2 separate regions of the Hordeum vulgare genome follow, and region 2 is linked to region 1. A link is a contact called in public Hi-C data. All regions are on one chromosome and are shown on one strand. Each heading gives the region's core, a stretch centred on a gene start, on an enhancer-like site or on the middle of the called end of the contact. The rest is flanking DNA. Distances are from core to core; before and after follow the strand shown.

Region 1 (7,040 bases), core at 2,624-5,123:
ATAGCTAGATCCTCACAATCTTAGGATTGGTTTTTCTTCGCTTTAGGTGTTACACGAACTCTATATGTTTTTCCGTATTTCGTCTTTTTATTTTTATTAGTGAGAAATAACATTGGTTGGCTGTATGCATCTTAATTGTAAAGAGGCCGAGTGTAATACTTAATTTTTTAAAATAATAGAGTGTCCATTTTCGAAAAAGATTAAAACGACAGCCATTACGCCTCTGTACAAATGTTGCTGTCAGCCCCGTTCAGTGTCGCGGTGCACTCTAGGAGACGTCGCCCACCACCCCGGGGATTCGGCCTGCCGGCCACACTGCTGCACCGCCGTCACCGTGCGCCTCGACAGTCAACACCCCGTCCCTGCGTGTGCGTGCACATAACCAGACTGTACATGCCTCCCCCACACCAGTTGACCATCGCCCAAACCATCCAGCCGAAACCCCGTCGGTTTCGTGCTGGAGGTAGCTACTCCGATCGGGGAAATATCTTTCTAGACAAGATCTTGAGGCGGAGGCGCGCCACACCCACACGAACTCCCAAACGCAATCTCCCCGATCCCCATGTTCCACGGAGGGGCGGCGCCGCAGCAGATTCCAGATCTACCTAATATACAGTACAGTACTCCGTAGTACATGTTCCAAGGCCTGCCCGAGATTCCATTCTACGGACGGGAACGGGATCCGACGGAGAGAAGAAAATGGAACGCACGCATGAGCTAGCCCAGCACAAGACATCAATCATTACTCGTTTCATTCTTTAACAAGGGGAGCAGTAGCACTAGCGGCACTTACATTAATCTTATGCAGAAGAAGAAAAGAATATAGTAGTATAGAGATTACAAAAAATCAGCCAAGGGAACCACGGCACCACCACATGCACGCCAGCTTTACTATACATACAATTCCACTGTGGGGGGGAGGAGGCAGGCAGGCAGTACCCTAAAATACTACTCACCCCTCCAGCTTATTATTGGTGTGGTGTGCCCTCCCCTGCATGCATCCCCAGGGCTCCCATTACACATTTAACTAACCCTGGGAGCATCAATGGCTTATTTACTGTACCATAGTAGTAGTATAACAGTAGTAGTAGTAGTAATACACAATTAAGCATATTAATTTAATTAATCCAATCCCCATTTGAGAACTCAGCACTGCATCTGGAGCTACGTACTTAATTAGTCGGCCATTTTTTTCTTGTTTTTGGAGTGCATTTTTAGAGCAGGTTCTTTCTCTTGACGGGCGCGTCGGCCTGCGCCTGCGCCTGCGCCTTGGCCTTGTGCACGGCGGCCTTGGAGCCGCTCCAGTTCCTGCCCTTCCTCTTGGGGTGCGCGGAGCCGGGCGTGGACCGGGGGATGAAGACACCGGTGCCCTTGCTGCCGCACTGCTGCTGCTGAGGCTGTTGTTGCTGCCACGTTCTCCCGGCGTCGCCGGCGCTGTTGTTGGCGCCGTAGCTGGCGGCGTGGTGGAACAACGTGTAGGCCGGTGGCGCCAACATCGACGGCACATGGGGCGCCATAGACGACATGGAGAAACCCTGGACGATTCCGAATCAAAAATCGCTAGCTGTTAGTGTCGAGGCGGGCTGTCGAGTGCACATGATGTGATGCGATGGGATCATGCCATCGTGCATGCATGTAGTATGCTCAAGCTTTATTACTAACTTATACACACTTATTAAAACAAGATTACTACTAAGAAAAATCCGGTGGCCCATAGGAGTAGGAGGCAGCAACTAGCTCTGTTGGTACAAATAACTCATGCCGACTTGCGTGCATGCAACGCTACTCGATCTTGTCACATAGTAGTACCAAGATAAATAAAGGAACACATGATATAGAAAATAAAGGAAAGGAGAGGAAACAGCAAACATGCAGTACGAGTCGCGTGATGAGCGGTTTGTGTGCAAGCAACACAGATAGATTCGAGGCTAAGCAAAAGTCCAAGCAACATCGATCGATCACTTGGTCGTATGCAAGATGATAAGTGTCCGGACGATCGACGCCACTCCTATCTTTTTTCCTATAGTTAAAAACAACTGATTCTTCGTCAATCATGCACGCAGGGTGAGCAATGACTGCGCTACTACTAATTAGCACCATCTACGTACGTGCGACGGTAACTAATAAACCGATTAACTAACCAGTGGAGGTTAAAAGTAGTACTAGAGTACAGTAATCTTTGGAGCGGTAAATTACGTAGCAACTACGCACCGCATGTTGGCGCCAAGCGCGAGAGAGGGACATGCGCAGGTGGCGAGGACGCGGATCGTCTACAGCCATGTGTACGTGGGGCTCCGTTGGGAGGGCGTACCTTGCAAGCTTCTACTTCAGGAATGGCTAATGAGAGGGACATATGTTTCTTTCTCTCTCTGTGGCTCTCAACACGAATGAAAATATCACTAACTGTTAAGTGCACAGCACATCAGGGGCTGACCCTTTCCTTAGCCCTAGCTAAGCATCCGGGTTAGTTAGTAGAGCAGACGAGTTGGTCTCTACTTGTCCCATTTCTGCTCTCACCGGGAAAAGCACTGCCGCTGATGCCAAGCTCACTTGACACTTAGAGGACAGCGCTGCTCATACGACTCTTTCAGAATTTCGGCGGAATTAAATGCGATCCAATCCAAGCAAAGCAGGTTCTTTATGATATTAGGCCTAAAAAAAGGCTTAGTCCGCCGTGGCAGAAGGCCCCACCGCGGAGCAGGATTTGGCAATGGCAACTTGGGAAAAAATGGTCAATTTCACAGAAAAGGTGCTTGTATCCTCTCCTCTCACCGACTGACGTGCGCACGAAAGGTACGTACATGTAACTCCTGGCTGGCTGGCTGGCTGGCTGGTGCTTATCCATCAAAAAATTCTGCGCGTAAACAAAAGGGAAATTCTGCGCGTACGCTCATGCAACTGGGCAAGCGACAGGTAGCCACTCGATCCCTCCCTGGATCCACGCCGCGACCATCTCAATCAATCAGTTTTTAACTCACCACTTAACTCGCGGCGGGCGGTGTAAGAAGAGGCCTGCGCACATGGCTGACTTTAATTAGGATGCTGCTAATTACTGCTCCCTTCTTCCGGAATTACTACTACTTGTCATGAAAAATGGAGTAACAGTGAGACAAGGCTGTTGCTTATACCAAGTGAAGAACTCTTGGCATGGAGACCACGAAGAACGAGGGACGAACATGCATAAGTCGCCTTGTCTTCTTCACTTACTTGTAATCAGGGGAGGGGAGGGCAACAGGAAAGCATGGTTTGGTGTGATTTGATTTGGTCGTGCGCGGGCGCAACCATGTCATGTCATGTGGTCGTGCTAGCCGCAACTACCAGGTAGGAGTACGTACTACCAAGTTAGCAGTACCACCACCACCACCACCACCACCAACTAACTACCAATCGAGGAGAGCCAGCTGCAAGAACCTAACAGAAGCACAGCTAACTAAAAACGATGGATGGTTCGATCGATCGAGCGAGCGAGCGAGCTCACACACGGCATGCATGTAGATGGAGAAATGGCAAGGCAGAGCAGTAGGCTATGAAAGCAGGAAGTAAAGGAGATGGGGAAGGGCGGCGGCGGCGGCTCACCGGTGGGAGGTGGACGGCGGCGGGGAACTGCGCGGAGCCGAAGTCGGCCTCGTCGTCGTCGGTGATGAGGAGCGAAATCCGCTTGCTGAGCTCCGCGAAGAAGACGTCGTCGTCCAGCTGCATCTCCACCTCCATCTTCCTCCTCCTCTTGGAGCTGTCGCGTGCCGACCTTGCTCGCCGGAGCTGGAGCGGTTGCTTAACAGGCAAGGACGGACGGAGCAGCAGACAGCAGTAGCAGGGAAAACAGAGGGATCGTTGTGCCGCCGAGCTCGGCCGCGGGGGGGCGCTTTAATAAGATTTTTGAGGGCAGGGGGGTGGGGTGGGGCCGGTGGAGCAGTTGGCCAATCCCTGGTTGGAAAGGTCGTGGGTCCCACGAATGTGCGGGCGCCTGCCGCACATACAATCTGGTCTCTGCGGTGAGGTGCGCCCCCACATCATCGCCGGAGGCACAGGGCGGGCCCGCACGTCAGCAAGTGGAGCCCTCTTTGTTTCACTACTAGTACAACCCGAAAGGGAAAAAGGAAAAGCCGGGTCTGCTCCGGGCAGGAATTGCGGAGGGATGGAGGGTAGCTGGGAGTGCGAGCGAGGCTATCACGGTGACGATGAGCTACTCGATCCTCCCCCCTATCCGTTTCCGTTTCTGTTTCTGGTCAGGCAGACAGGGACGATGGATGGTTGGGTTGGGTGGGTTGGATGGACGGCGCTCAGCGAGCTCGAGCCGTTCCGTTCTGTCCATCGATCGCGCCTTCATTCCGTTCGTTGTCCAACGAAACGCCGAATCCGTCCGCACAGTGTTTTCTATCGGATTGGATCGTCGGAATCCAGGAAGTCGAGTCCGGATCCGGCGACCACGCCAGGGCTCCTGCGAGCCTACGGGCGTGAGAGAAAGTGACGGGTTATTATTATTAATTATAGTAAACGCGGCGTTATCTATCTATCCATCCGTCTGCTGCTCCTGGACTGGACTGGACCGGATGGAAATGGGAATGGGAATGGGAATGGAGGAGAGGATGAGGAGGCTCCGGCGCCGGGCTGGCCACCGAGGCCACATCGCGAAATCCGCGGTCGAGTTCCTCATCACGACGCCGTGCACCGCCGCACCGCATCGTCCGCTGGCTTTGCCTGCCCACATGGCCGCCAGGGTGGGGGTGGTGCCGCCCGTCCTCTTCAGCCTGTCAGCCCGTCCCCGGACGCCGGGACCCACCCACTTTCCTTTCCTTTCCTTTCCTTTCCTTTATGTGCACCTGCGAAGTGCGGACGAATGAATGAATGACCGCATCCGCATCCGCATCTGCATCAGCAGGCTGTACCGTGATTTGATGAGCCGGGCTGATCCAAACACACCACGATTCCCGAAAGGCTGGCCATGTCGCACACCCTCCCTTCCCCCTCTCTCTCTCTCTCACTAAACAAGGCATTTAAGTACTAAGTACGCCGCCAAATCGCATTTAGGTGCGCGCTGGTGCCGGCCTGCAATAGTACGTACGTACTGCTGTTTCTGCGGCCGAGGTGGTGATTGGTGGTGGTAATCATCATAGGAGGAGATGAGAGGGAGATGAGAGAGAGATCCATATCAGGGGCCTACAGTGCGGCAACAGTGGTTCGCATCATGGGGCAGGACAGGGGGGCTCCCGGGTTGGCCGCTGCCCCTCGGTTCCTATCCGAAACCCCCGGGGGATTGGATCGGATCGGATTGGACTGCACGAACCACCCAACCGGCGCCGATCAAAGGCCCCGGGCGCTCCACGTCGCTGAGACTGGGCAGGATGGGCGCGGCCGCCCGAGGCCACTCGCTTGCTGCTATACGCATTCTGTTTCCATGTGCACGTTACGTTAACCTCCCTTCCCTCTTCAGTTTTGGGGGAGGGCGCGTACGTACGGCCACGGGAGTACGGCGAGCCGTTTTTGGACGGGAGGGAGGGAGGGGGGGGCGAGCCAACGACTGGTGATGCCGCGCGCGTGCGCTTGTGTGGCTGCCGTGACCGCCGCCGACGTAGGCTCGCACGGCGCCACGGCCTTGGGATTGGATGTTTGCGCGCTGGCGGCTCGTGTTGCAGCGCCGCCGCGGGGTGCCGACGGGCGACAAGTAGAGGCAGCTGTGCACGTTGTGCAGGCTGTCAGTGGCGAGCCACCAGCTTGGGCCAACGTGCGCGGGCTTGCGACCTGGCTGGCACTATCCGGCAAGTAGCAGCAGCACTGTACTGTATCTGTATGTGGTGCTGCCTACCTGCAGTAACGGTGCGCACGGTGCCGCCCATGCATGAGCGGTCGGCAGACTAGACTTCCTTCAGATTGATTCCATGCCTAGGAGAGCGGTAGAGTTTCCCAGGTATTTTTGTCGGCACCAAGGTTTTGCGACAAGGCGATGGGCGCTGCAAATTTCTAGTTTCTCTCCGAGTCTCTTGAACCTCTTTCCACTGTTGGTTACGATTCTCACAGTGGGAGGAAACGGAGCGAAATATCGTCAGAGACGGCGATGCGTCAGGTCTTGAGTCCACCACAGGATTCACAGGCAGCGGATACATCATAATGATCTCGGTCATCAATCTCGCCATCAGCGAACTGAGCATCTCCAGGATAAATAAAAGTGCATGTCCTTTCTTCTCAAAACAGGTTGTGCCTCACACAAATACTAGCAGCAACCAAATATGTACACGGATTCACAAGCTTAGACGCTTTTTACATGTTTGGGTATGCCCAATATCGGCCACGGCTTTACAGTTGTACTGTACAATTCATATTCGCCATTCTCCAAAGACTCTGCCCGCTAACCAGAAACAAAAAGAAACTTCGGGGGCTGATCAAGCCCCATACACCATCACTTCAGCTTTTATTCACACATCCTCGACATGTGGAGCAAGCTGTCAAGCAGAAACAAACACCATTACACATTGTATAAGAAAGAAAACTAAAATTAAATGGATATAATCTTTTCAGACGCTTCATATTCGCTTGATGTCTCTACGATTGTGACATAGCCACACACTTTTGGTTTCTTGGACTACAACTTTGGTGTACCAATATAGGTAGGGAATGCAAAATGATGCTACAACTTGGACCGTACAAAGTTACAGAGGGAGCATTTGCTTCCTCAAGATTCATTTTGGCTGCCCTTCTGGCCCTGCTAACTGGCACAGTAAAAGATCCACCACTCCTAATATGCAGTTTCGAGTTCAGATCCACCAAATTAAAGGAAACAAAGGTATTTCCTTGCAGTGAAACAATGTTGTATGCACAAAAAGGTGAGCAAAAACTTCGACTGAGTAAAGAATTTTCATGCAGTTGTACCCACTCAGGAAAGGACTCTAAATTCATAGCTTTGTATCAGCAAATGCAGCAATGCTGGACCTATAAGTTCGTATGTAAGACAACCCACCCAATTTGTTGAATTTTATATGAAGTGCTAACTGCCCGATGTAATTGCAGAATGCATAACACCTGAATTAAACCTGCATCTACTTAAT
Region 2 (7,429 bases), core at 4,346-6,845, 340 kb before region 1:
GAAATTTTAGTGAGGGATCACCTTACAATGCTAACGTAGTCCTAAGAAAAATAAGGTGCATAAAAGGATTAACATCACATGCAAATCACAAGTGACATGATATGGCCATGAACTTGTGCTTCTTGATCTCCATCACCAAAGCACCGGCAATGATCTCCATCGTCACCGGTGCCACACCATGATCTCCATCATCATGATCTCCGTCATCGTGCTTCCATTGAGGTTGTCGCGCTAACTATGTTGTTACTACTAAAGCTACTACTAGCGATAAAGCAAAGCATCACCAAGCACAAAATAATTAAAGACAACCCTATGGCTCCTGCCGCTTGCCGTAGCATCAACGTGCAACTCGATATTTAACTATTACAACATGATCATCTCATACATCCAATATATCATATCATGCGTTTGGCCATATCACATCACATGCATACCCTGCAAAAACAAGTTAGACGTCCTCTAATTTGTTATTGCAAATTTCACGTGGCTGCTAATGGGTATCTAGTATGATCGCATCTTACTTACGCAAAGCCACAATGGTGATATGCAAATTGTTATTTAATCTTCTCCAAGGACCACCTCGGTCAAATCTGATTCAACTAAACTTGAAGAAACAGACACCCGCGAGTCATCTTTATGCAACATGTTGCATGTTAGTCGATGAAACCGGTCTCTCATAAGCGTACGAGTAATGTTGGTCCGGGCCACTTTAATCCAACAATACCGCTGAATCAAGAAAAGACTAAGGAGGGCAGAAAATTGAACATCAACACCCACAAACTCTTTTGTGTTCTACTCGAGATATCATCTACGCATGAACCTAGCTCATGACGCCACTGTTGGGGAACGTTGCACGGGAAATACAAATTTTCCTATGCACATGCGAAACCTATCATGGTGATGATCATCTACGATAGGGGAGATCGATCCACATACCCTTGTAGATCGCTAAGCGGGGAGCGTTAAGAAGCGTGGTTCATGTAGTGGAACGTCTTTGTGATCCGAATCACAAGCGTCCCACGAACTCCGTCCCGATCTAGTACCGAACGAACGACACCTCCGCGTTCAGCACACGTACATCTCGATGACGATCTCCACCTTCTTGATCCAGCAAGAGAGACGAAGAGGTAGCTGAATTGTCCGAATGATGGCGTGGCGGTGATGTTGGTGAAGCTACTCCGACAGGGCTTCGTCATGCCGTACCGAACTAGCTACAGGGTGTCACGAAGTGGTGGAAGGAGAGAGGGATGCACTATGGCTTGGGGTGCCAAAAACATCTCTCACCTCCACTATATATAGGTGGGAGGGAGGGGTGGCGCCCTAGAGGAAAAACCCTAGGGTTCGATCGGCACAAGAGGAGAAGGAGGAGTCCTCCTTCCCAATTCGGTTTGGCCTCCTCTACTTTCCGTTCTCCTTCTTCGGCCAAAGTGGCCCTCCTTGGGCTGTCCACCAGCCCACTAAGGGTTGGTGCGCCACCCTTGGGCCTCTTTGGTTCTCTCCCGGGTGGGTGGCCCCTCCCGGTGGAACTCCGGAACCCATTCGTCACTCCCGGTACTTTATCGGTAATGCCCAAAAACTTTCCGGAAGCCAAATGGATACTTCCTATATAATAATCTTCGTCTGCGGACCATTTCGGAAACCCTCGTGACGTTTGGGATCTCATCCGGGACTATCAATAATTCAACTATACCGAAACGTCACCGAACCTTAAGTGTGTAGACCCTGCAAGTTCGAGAACTATGTAGACATGACCGAGACACTCTCCGGTCAATATCCAATAGTGGTACGTGAATGCCCATATTGGATCCTACATATTCTACGAAGATCTTATCGGTTGAACCTCTATGTCAAGGATTCAGTTAATCTTGTATATCATTCCCTTTGTCCTTCGGTATGTTACTTGCCCGAGATTTGATCGTCGGTATCTCCATACCTATTTCAATCTCGTTACCGGCAAGTCTATTTACTCATTCCGTAATACAAGATCCCGTGGATAACTCTTTAGTCACATTGCTTGCAAGGCTTGTTTGTGATGTTGTATTATCGAGTGGGCCCCGAGATACCTCTCCGTCATACGGAGTGACAAATCCTAGTATTGATCCATGCTAACTCAACGGACACCTTCGGAGATACGTATAGAACACCTTCATAGTCACCCAGTAACGTTGCAACGTTTGATACACACAAGGCATTCCTTTGCTGTTAGTGAGTTACATGATCTCATGGTCATAGGAATGTATACTTGACATGCAGAAAACAATAGCAACCAAATAACATGATCATATGCTACGTTTATAGTTTGGGTCTTGTCCATCACATCATTCTTCTAATGATGTGATCCCGTTATCAAGTGACAACACTTGTCTATGGCTAGGAAACCTTAACCATCTTTGATCAACGAGCTAGTCAACTAGAGGTTCACTAGGGACATTGTTTTGTCTATATATCCACACATGTATTTGTGTTTCCATTCAATACAATTATAGGATGGATAATAAACGATTATCTTGAAACACGAAATATAATAATAACTATTTTATTATTGCCTCTAGGACATATTTCCAAAAAGATGTGTTCTTTATAAGATTTGATGGTTTTTAGGTGGTTGCATGGTGTTGCGCCTCCAGTCCTAGCTATGTTCGGACTTTCGCATTATCTTAACTCCCATCAGCTCCTCCTCTCGGTTTGATTAGCCTCCCCATACGCCCCCACTGCCAATCCATGGTTTCAATAGGTTTGTGAGACTTCAAGATTTACAAATGTGGCTTTAATTGAGGTGAGTGCCTACACCTGTGGATCCGATCACACCATTTTTTCTCAGATTTTGTCTAATTTGCATCTCATATTTCTCTTTTGGCTACTTCTTGCCTCTGCTACATCTTTGGATTTTTGTTTGGGTATTTTGGTTGGTTGTTGAGCATTTGTTCCTTGAATTTTAGCTGTCCACTTTCCTTATCTTCCCCTTCTTTATTTTCTCTTTGGATGGTTTTCTCCTCATTGATATTGTATGATTATGTGATGTTTCGCAAGTACTGATCTTGGTGTCAATTCCTACCTAATCCATCGGATAAGACTTCGGTTGGTCACATTTTCTTGGCTCTTCACGTATGTGTGCTAGCACTTCATTAAGGGTTTAGATGACCATGCACATGGTACATCTTCTCCTTTCTCTTTTCTCTCCATGTCCTTCTTAATTTGCTTGTGCAGTGACTGTCGAATTTGGACACTAGTGATTTGTTTGTGCAGTCTATTGGGGATATACCCCATGGCGTACCCGCCTAGGGGATGACCCGGCCTTTCAAGTTTGGCCCAAGAACAAGATTCATATGAGGCATGAGGCCCGGGGGGCGGCTCATCCTGAAGGCCGGGTTATCGAAGATCACCTGGCGGGTCGTCTCATTGTAGAAGACGTAAGAAGCTTTCCCTACGTAGATGACAAGATGAGTAGGAGTTGGACTAGGTCACGAGCCGCAATACGACCCGGACTCTGTTGTAATCTCAAGACCTCAACCTATATAGAAAGGGGAGCCGTGAGGTGAAAATGACAAGTGAGGAATCTTCAAGAGCTGGGCTAGCGATTCTGAACCCTTGTAATCGAGTTCATCATCAATAACACCAAACGTATGGCGTATGCTTTTACCTCCATTGGAGTGACCGAACCTGGGTAAAGGTTTAGGGTTAGCATTTAGGATTTTTAAGGTTTAGGACCCTTGTCTCTCGTTCCCGATCAACATAACAAAGAACCCAAAGCATATGTATCCTACTACAAGGATAGTCTTAGAACCGAAAAGAGGTTGCTCAGAAGAGATAAACGTATCCCAACCTTTATTGCTATTGCGCAAAGACCTTTTTTATGCCGCCTGAGTGCTCTCCAGCTCTGCCTCTGTAACCTCCTCCTCCAGAGACCCGACAAGCGCACATGTCCACCTCCACATCGCTGCCAAACAATTAATCGTCCATGTTGTTCAGCCCACCAAGCTTGGCATCGACAGTAGGGGAGGAGTTGTGCCCTTCTTGGGACCATAGCGAAGGCAACTTCCCGTGCACTACTCTTCCTCGCTGCCATCGTTGGGTGCGGACTCGGTGTTGTCCTCCTCCTCGTCGTAGGTCTCACCGAAACACGATACACCCTGCTCCTCCTCGTCGTCCTTGGCCGTGGCTGCTACCTCCGCCACCTGCTGTCGGTACCGCCAGCGGGTGAGGCGAATCACTCGAGCAAAGCTGTAGGACTCTAGGAGCGCCTCCTCCTCTGCCAAGTCCGCATCGAGCACGACTGCCCTACCGACACCGAGCTATTCCTCTGTCTACATGTGCTTTTGGAGGAGGTGGTGGTTGTAGGCGGCGTCGACCTGCGCCTTCCGGAACCTCTCCTTCCGCACCATGTCCATGTAAATGACACGAGCCTCGCCGATGGTCATGGTGCAGTGCACTGACGAGGGAGGCACGATGGAGGAGGAAGAGGAGGATAGCGTCGGGTCATCGTCGATCGCGTCCTCCATTGGGGGTATCGACATCCTTCGATTGCCTGCTGGCCCGCCAACGGGCATCAATGCCGTCCGTCTCCTTCTTCTGCTCCGACGTCATCCCGTTCGAGAGAGCTTTGATGGAGAGGAATCCATTGTGAGATCAGTGTGCAGAGAGGGATCGGAGACTCATGACTGCGGCTATGACCGGGGAGCGGTTTATATAGCAATTGCAGGCGGCAGACGGACGGACGGGTGGCATCGAAGGAGATGCCTCGGCAACCGCGTGCCATCAATGTGGACGGGAGATGGACGGACGAGCGGCCGTCGTGTCATTTGAATGCGCAGCAGTCGCCTGCACCGGGAAGCGATGCAGGCAACGCTGTCTTGACCAACGCACCGCTTCAATGCCGACGCTAGTGAGAGGTCACGTACGCTCTCGTCGGATATGAATGCGGGCACTGACGCTCTGAAGCGATGCTGGCCGTTTCACGCGAGAGGGAGGAGATATTTTTGATGGACCAGAATGGTCAAAATCGAGCGAAGTGGCAGTTCGGAATCTCGCAAACCTCCGCACATTTGTCTTTGATTTACAGAAAAATCATGTCCAAACCGCTTTACGGATCAATACAGGATCGTTTTTGATAACTTTCGCGGTCCGGGCTGCCCGGTCCGGACCCTTAATAAAGGTTTGAGGGTCTACGCCGGAGATGCCGTGAGGATTATATATGTACCTTCCAAAGTTTGACAATGTTTTCTTCATGGTAGAATATCCCACCAATTGAATCGGCGTATGGATGCGAATATCGCAATCACAATCACATCAAATTTGGTCATCGTGAAGCCCTCTTTCTCATACCGTTATGCCTTGCGAGCACAAATGCTCGATCTAGTACCGCCACGTACACAGCCACCGCCAATTCTTCCAGTCCACGGTCCAAAACGCCGAAGACGTGCACCGCTCGGCCGCAGCGGGGACAGGTGGCCCCGCGGTCCTTTCGTCAGCCGTCCGATCGACGGCCACATCCACGCCTCGCGGCGCATCCAACGGCCCCTGCGCCTCGCCTCGCCCCGCTCCTGGAGTCCTAGTGATCTTGTCGCCTTCCTCTCGCCCACATCCTTATACGGTGCCAGCGCTTGTCAGGCTGTGGGGCTTTGGCTCTGGCACATCGGAGCGGCGGAGGCGCGATGGCGGCGGTGGCCGGAGCGGGGAGGGCGAGAGGGGCGAGCCTGGCGGCGGCGGTGCGGGCCGTCGCGGCGACGGCGCGTCCGGCGTCGAGCGCCGCGGCGGCGGCGGGGGTGAGCGTGGCGGCGGCGATCCTCAAGGGGAATGACACGCCATTCGGGTCGGTCGGGTGGTGGGCGTACGCCGGCATCTCCTGCTTCCTGGTGCTCTTCGCCGGGATCATGTCGGGGCTCACCCTCGGGCTCATGTCGCTCGGCCTCGTCGAGCTCGAGATCCTCCAGCGCAGCGGCACCGACTCCGAGAAGGCGCAGGCTGGTCCGATCCGAACCCCTAACTTTTCGCGTCACCCCCTCTTTTTTTTTTCTTTTTTTTTTTGCAATTTCATCCTCCCCTCGTTGTGCTCGATCTGTTTGCCGTTTGAGGAGTGATGTTTAAGAGGAATCGTACTATGTTACATTTGGGGGATTGCGACTATCGTTACTGAATGGCTAAAAATTAGAGTTAATGCTGTCGTTTTTGTTACTAATCGGAAGAATTTAAAGGTTACGACTATGTCCATGTGCTAAATCATCTAGCAGTAAAATTTTCTGTTCTGACAGTAAAAATTACGTTACTAATGCCGACATGTTTCTAAAAGTGTTGTGGTAGGGAAGTAGAACAAACAAAAAGGAAGCAAGGAATTGGGGAAATGGGAAAAAGGGGTGTGGGGGATTTGGCTTTTTGTAAGACCCACCTCTTACGTGGGAAGATATGAAATGATCAGAGGATACTTTAGTCGACTGGGAATTGGAAGTATCATGTACCCCTGTCCCAAATTAGTTCTAGATACATCGGTATCTAGTCTAGACAAATCTAAGACAACCAATTCGGGACTGAGGGAGTAGTAGATATTGTAAAGATGTCCACTCTAGTGCTTCTTTGATCCCCTACATTTGTGTATGCAGGATTGCAGGTATCACATAACTATGGCTTTTCAGCACGTAATATATGCCGTAACTTTTGGTGTTTTTGTTTATCCTTCTGAGAAGCTGTAAATTGTTATAATCTGTCATGAGACATTACGAAACCTCAGATCTGTAGGTGGTAGGAATTTTCAATTGAATCAACAAAGGAGTGAGATACTGCTTATCAAGTGTTACTGTTAAGTGTCACCTCTTTTAGCATGTCTTATTTAATGTGTGCCTCTACACTGATGCTGCTATTACTTTTCCTCTTTTGAAAATCTGTAATTCAATATTCAATTGATTGTTTTGTTGTTGTTCATATTTTAGTTACTTGCGTGTTTTGTTTGCTGCAGCTACTATCCTTCCAGTTGTTCAAAAGCAGCACCAGCTTCTTGTCACCCTGCTACTGTGTAATGCTGTTGCCATGGAGGTACAAAGTTTTGTTGCATTTTTTATGATTTATCGCACTATATTGCACTTCCATCAGTACATTTGTGCAAACATAATATTGTCTATCTTTCAAGTTTCTAACTACAATGCTGATGATCATATATTGGTAAACATGCTAAGATATGGTCTACTCCAGACAAATGAGTTCAAAGACCAAGGTGTAATAATATTTACGCTACTGATGCCCAGTGATTCCAATCCGCAACTTGGGTGCTCATCAGAATCCACACATCATTTTAGTTTAGTTTTACTATTAAAATGCAAAAGCGGTTTTAGTTCTATTTAATGCCATGGATAAGTTTTGGTGAGATTGACTGTCATGCTTATTGCATCCTTTGTAGATGTACTCACGAAGTGGACAGTGCTATCGTCTTTTTCATTTACGT

What was found. A called contact is a pair of places that touch in the nucleus more often than the background predicts.
Region 2: a Hi-C map of seedling shows a contact between it and region 1, with 2.8 times the contacts expected there. The contact joins the promoter of LOC123442103 here to the promoter of LOC123442069 in region 1. A contact is called at or near these places in 2 of 6 Hi-C or Micro-C datasets (leaf and seedling).

The regions. Positions count from the first base shown.
Region 1 is chr1H:421,348,210-421,355,249 of MorexV3_pseudomolecules_assembly, reverse strand. It overlaps LOC123442069, which reads right to left and starts at 3,873. Exons shown (of 2, transcript XM_045118184.1): 1 at 3,577-3,873; 2 at 731-1,535. The coding sequence starts at 3,711. The coding sequence ends at 1,215. It overlaps LOC123442058 (probable E3 ubiquitin-protein ligase LUL4), which reads right to left. Exons shown (of 4, transcript XM_045118176.1): 4 at 6,155-6,437.
Region 2 is chr1H:421,690,080-421,697,508 of MorexV3_pseudomolecules_assembly, reverse strand. LOC123442103 (DUF21 domain-containing protein At4g14240-like) reads left to right here and starts at 5,595. Exons shown (of 13, transcript XM_045118207.1): 1 at 5,595-5,964; 2 at 6,947-7,023. The coding sequence starts at 5,652.